Linked DNA regions of Oryctolagus cuniculus: region 2 is linked to region 1. Evidence: chromatin contacts called from public Hi-C data. All regions are on one chromosome and are shown on one strand. The core of a region is the stretch at or near the end of the contact, and the rest is flanking DNA. Distances in the headings are between cores, read along the strand shown. Region 1 holds the start of HERC2 (HECT and RLD domain containing E3 ubiquitin protein ligase 2). Region 2 holds the start of TUBGCP5 (tubulin gamma complex component 5).

Evidence for each region. Hi-C and Micro-C count contacts between places; a contact is called where the count stands out from the background.
Region 2: a contact with region 1 is called in a Hi-C map of psoas muscle, with 4 times the contacts expected there. The contact joins the promoter of TUBGCP5 here to the promoter of HERC2 in region 1. A contact is called at or near these places in 2 of 6 Hi-C or Micro-C datasets (psoas muscle and an unstated tissue).

Annotation. Positions count from the first base shown.
Region 1 is chr12:17,405,519-17,408,218 of mOryCun1.1, reverse strand. It overlaps HERC2 (HECT and RLD domain containing E3 ubiquitin protein ligase 2), which reads left to right and starts at 1,449. Exons shown (of 93, transcript XM_051822208.2): 1 at 1,449-1,720; 2 at 2,319-2,421. The coding sequence starts at 2,350.
Region 2 is chr12:17,676,484-17,679,183 of mOryCun1.1, reverse strand. TUBGCP5 (tubulin gamma complex component 5) reads left to right here and starts at 1,326. Exons shown (of 24, transcript XR_011380680.1): 1 at 1,326-1,528.

The DNA of each region.
Region 1 (2,700 bases), core at 200-2,699:
CCGCTGTTTACTGAGGAGTGAATCTTTTTATGGAAGATCTCTCTCTCTAACTCTGACTTTCAAATAAAATACATAAATCTTAAAAAAAAGAGAGAACTAAACAATTCCTAGAATGTAGACCTACTTTTCAGGCCTTTGAAACAGCTCATGTGTCAAAGATGAGAACATACACCCTAGGCACCAAGACCTTGTGCTGTATGTAGGCTTGTTGTATTCAAAGTAAATTCAGGAGGGATATTGGCCTGAAATTTTCTTGTAATGCCTTTTTCTAGCTTTGTTATCAGGGTCATGTTAAACTTATAGAATGGAAATGTTCGCTCCACTTTAATTGTTTGGGAGAGTTTTGGTACAATTGGTGCTGTTTCTTTGTTAAATAATTAGTAGAACCAGAATCTGCCATTGAATAGTTTGGGCCTTAAGATTTTTTGTGGGAAGGTTTTAAACAGCAAATTCATTCTTTAATAGTCATGGGGTCTGTTCAGCATTATCTATTTCTTATTGAGTTTTAGTAGTATGTAGCTCCCAAGGAATTAGTTCAGTTCGTATAAATTGTGAAATTTATGTGTATACCATTGTTTCTACCAGTCCTTTAATTTTAAAGTTTGTGTGATCTTTAGTTATATCTTCTTGCATTTCTAATACTAGTAAGTTATTCCTTCTCTTTTTTGTTAGTCTTGCTAGAGATGAACATTTTTGATCTTTTAAAGAACCAGCTTTAGTTTCATTGGTGTTTTTCATCTCATTTGCACTCCATTATTTCTTTCTTTTGCTTACTTTGGGTGTATTTTCATTCCCCCCCTTCCCAGTTTCTTAAAATGGAAGCTTAGACTTGGTTTTCTTTTTCTTCTTTTCTAATATAACCAGCTAATACAAAATATCTTGCTCTAATCTTCACTTCAGTTGCATCTCACAAACTAAATTTATATACAATTAAAAATACATTCTAATTCCTTTGAGAGTCCTTTGGCCTATGGATTATTTTTATTTGATTCCTGGGTTATTAAGAAGTATGTTAATCTCCAAATGTTCAGAGATTGTCCTATTATTCGTTGATTTGCAGTTTAATTCCATTATGATCAGGAAACACACTCTGTATGGTTCCCATTGTTTTACGTTTCCATTTTATTTTTGGACCACCGTTGTTTCAGGGGTACCCTGAGGTCTGATTTTCTTCCATTCCTGTTTCCATTTACTTTTCGGAGTCCTCAAGATTTTTGTTGCATTCTGTGGCACAGACAGCTCCAAGCTCTTGCAGGCCCCGCTGGCCTCTCGAGTTGTGTCCTCATCCTGTGTTGCTGACCCAGTCGCCTGACCCACACAGCCCTTGAGCCCTCCACGGTACGTGACCATCAAAGGCTGGACTCAAGAACCCTGCGAAATCTCGGCCATGAGCGCGTGCGCGGGCCGGTGCGTACGGCGGAAGTCCCGCCCCCCCGGCGCCTGCGGTTGGCCCTGGCTGTAGCGGCGGAGATCCAAAGAGGAAGATATGAGAGATCGAAGAAAGCAGGGGAGTAGGGAGGAGCGGCGAAGGGGTTCCTCTTCCCCATTGGCTGTGCCCGCGCAGTAGCCTCTCTGCGATTGGCTGGGCGCCAGGGGCGGTAGCCCCCACGTCGGTCCGCCCCTCCGGCCGCGAGAGGCGCTGGGATCGCGAGCGCCGGCCGGAGCTAGCGGCGGCTGGAGGCTGTGTCCGCGCACCGGTGGGGCGAGGCGCCGGGCCGCTGTGCGTCAGGTCCTGGTGCCTGGGGCGCGGGGGAGGTTGGGGCGGTGCGGCCCTGGGGCCGGCGGACGGGGCGCTGGGTCGGAGGGCGTTGGCGCGGAGGCCGGACCTGGGCCTGCGGGGACCGCCCGCGGCGCGTTTCTCCTCCTGTCTTTCCCTTTCTGAGTGATTATGGTTGTGGATTTCTCTGCAGACGTGACTTTTGATTAACGTGTTTCGTGCACCACGCACGGGTCTGGGGTCAAGCGGCAGATGCACGCTGGTGTCATTTCTCGTTGAAGTCATGGGCTTCTTGTCGCCGGTTTGTGTGTCTGCCTTCGGAATTGAAGGGAAGGGGCATGACATTGAGATCTGGTCTCCTGTGATCCTCCGTTCTCAAGGTCTTGCCTGCGTAGGACCGAAACGGGGCGAGCCCTGCCCGAGGTGGAAGTGGGCTTCGCCTGCTTCCCTTGCCATCTTTCCCTCTCCCCGCCCCTAGTCCCCCTCCCCCACCTCTTCTCGCTCCGCTTTTTCTCTCTTCGCCGCAGCAGACCTTGCGGGAGGGTCCTTGTAGACGCTGAAAAAGGTTTTAGGGCTTCAGCATTTCTGTTCTGACTTGCAGGCCTGCCAGCTGGGAGCACGCTGCAGGAAAGATGCCCTCCGAGTCTTTCTGTTTGGCTGCCCAGGCTCGCCTCGACTCCAAATGGTTGAAAACAGACATACAGGTGGGGTTTCACTTGCCTTTCTCTGGGTTATGCTCGTGCCTCCATATTTACATTGCCGGTTAAGGCTGTGTTTAAAGGATATGTAAAGGGTTGTCAGTTGGATTTTTCCAGATTACAGAAACAGGCTTATGTCCTATAATTAAAATGTAACAGTTTTTATGGCTGTTCTTGTAGATCGCAGGTGGCTGCATTGTAAGCAGTTATTTATAAGTGCAAGAAACTTGAGATCTAGTTATGCAGCATTTTCCCCTTTTTATTTTTATTGTTCTAAGAAGCCTG
Region 2 (2,700 bases), core at 77-2,576, 270 kb before region 1:
GAGCTAGAACACAGCAGGACACGCAGCTAAAGAGCTGGATCATACAGGGCCTGTTCTGCAGGTCGAAGGAAACTGCCCGGATTGATTAACGACAGCTACCATCTTTTACAATATTAATTCTTCCTGCCCGTGGAAATGACCTCTCCATAATAGAGACGGATGAAGCAGGTCAGATAAGCCAAGGTTAGAAAAACCCCTGAGTCCTATTGCTCTGAAGTTTGGAGTTTATCCTGTAGGCCAGCAGTTCCTACCGAGGGGTGATTTTGCCCCCAGAATGCATTTGCAACGTTTGGAGACCTTTTGGTTGTCACAGCAGGGGTGAGGAGAGTTACTGTTGGAATCTAGTGAGGAGAAGCCAAGGAAACTGCTTCAAGTTCAGTGTGCAAGACAACTCTCCACAAGAAAGAATTGTCCTCTAAAGCTGAGGTCTAGAAATCCTGCTGCAGACCGTGGGGAGTGGGGTTATCAGATCTGTGATGGGATCAGAGTCAGAGATGGGTGAGGGGACCTTCCAGGAGTCTGGGGTCTAGCCTGAGGCAACGGGGAAGAAAAGCAGACTTCAGAGAGAATTCAGAAATCAACTAATTGTTCTGCATTACTGAGAAGAAAGAGACCGGCATAGGCAGGGAGCCTCTGGCTAGGTGCAGTGGGGAACGCTGGTACTGGTTCATATCTCAAATGAGAACACAGGCTGATCAGGAAGGGAGAGAGTGCATTTAGCTGAGTGGTGTTTGAGCCTTCCAGGGAAGCATTGTTTCCTTCTTTAATGAGTCTCAGGATGGTCCAGGTATCCTTATTCTAAGTGCTAGTGATTAGTTGTGAGCAGAACTCGCATGCAGTTGACATTTAGCGGGTAAAACACAATGAGGAAATGAATATATACACCCATTTATACACACATTTTTATTTGGGAGATAATCAGCAACTAAACAATGTGTTTGGGGTGCCAAGAATATGTGGGCTGTGCATCCAGATTTGAGAGTTACAAGCATGATGCTTGAAGCTGGAGCAGGAAAGACTGCCAGGCCAAGGATTTGAGAAGCTAAAGCTTGAAGAATAACCAGCCAACCACACCGTGGTACGTGGGAATGCTGGGGCAATCAACGTACTGGAGAACTCACTGGCGGCGCTGTCATCCTAAAGCCATCCTAACTTAAACCACCCACCAGCGCTGGCCGGACGCTTATTAATCTGATTAATGATAATAACAGTTCGCTCTGAAGACACCGCGCGCAACTACAAAACACATTCAGATTGCCGCCAAAGCCACCCAGACCAGTAGGAACTCTCGCGAGAACAGAAGGCGCTGCGCCGCGGGAGCCAGAACTCTCGCGAGAACGGCTGCATGATCACGGAGAGGCGGCGCGGCGGAGCGCGGAGCTATGGCCCGGCCGGGGCCGTCCTGGAGCCGGCAGGAGCGGCAGCAGGAGCGCGACGTGCGCGAACTCGTGCGACATGTCACCGGCCTGCAGGACGAGGCGGACCCCAACTTCCAGCTCGCGCTGAACTTCGCCTGGTCCAACTTCAGGTCCGTGGGGAGCCGGGGAGGCTGGGGCGGGCGCGCAGGCCGCGGTGCCCGGTGAGCCGCTGCGCGGTGCCCCGGTGAGCCTCTGCCTGGTGCCCCCGGTGAGCCGCTCGGTGCCCCGGTGAGCCGCTGCCTGGTGCCCCCGGTGAGCCTCTGCCTGGTGCCCCGGTGAGCCGCTCGGTGCCCCGGTGAGCCGCTGCCTGGTGCCCACGGTGAGCTGCGCGGTGCCGCGGTGAGCCGCTGCCTGGTGCCCCGGTGAGCTCCCTGGTGCCCCGGTGAACCGCGTGGTGCCCCCGGTGAGCCGCGCGGTGCCCCGGTGAGCCGCTCCCTGGTGCCCCGGTGAGCCGCGCGGTGCCCCGGTGAGCTGGTGCCCCCGGTGAGCCGCTCGGTGCCGCCGGTGAGCCGCTGCCTGGTGCCCCGGTGAGCCGCTCGGTGCCCCCGGTGAGCCGCTGCCTGGTGCCCCGGTGAGCCGCGCGGTGCCCCGGTGAGCCGCTGCCTGGTGCCCCGGTGAGCTGCGCGGTGCCCCGGTGAGCCGCGCGGTGCCCCCAGTGAGCCGCTCGTGCCCCGGTGAGCTGCGCGGTGCCCCGGTGAGCCGCGCGGTGCCCCCGGGGGCTGTGCACCGTGGGGCGCCGGCCTCCCACCTAGCCTTGTGTCTGCCGTGTGCCCTGCTGAACTCGCTGCCCATCGGGAGTCGTGTGCGGCGCACACCGACACCCTCTGGAACTGTGTTCCGGGCCCCCTTCCATTCTTACTTCGACGCACTGGGGAGTGTAGGAAAGTGACTGCGGTCGCCCCGACCGCCGCACCCCAGCGCCTGGAAGGGCTGCTGGCACAGAGTACGCTAAGGCTCCTCGCCCGGTTCTCATTCACTTTCTCGGGTGATTAATTTTGGAAGAGCTGGGCCAGGTATTTGGCTGGAATCAGATGATCGATTTTTTGTTTCTGGAAAATGTAAATTAGACAGTACTATTATGATTATTACCCATAATGGAATTATCACTGAAAGAGTGTCGTTCATTGTTAATATTCTAAGTTCCATACAAATCAAATAATGAAGTTTTTCAGGATCTTTTAATCTTGATTGCTTAGTGATCATGGATATAATCTGCCTACTTGGTTTATAAGAATAGAGGTCTTTCAGATTCAGTGAAAGTGTGCCAGATTTCTGAAATAAT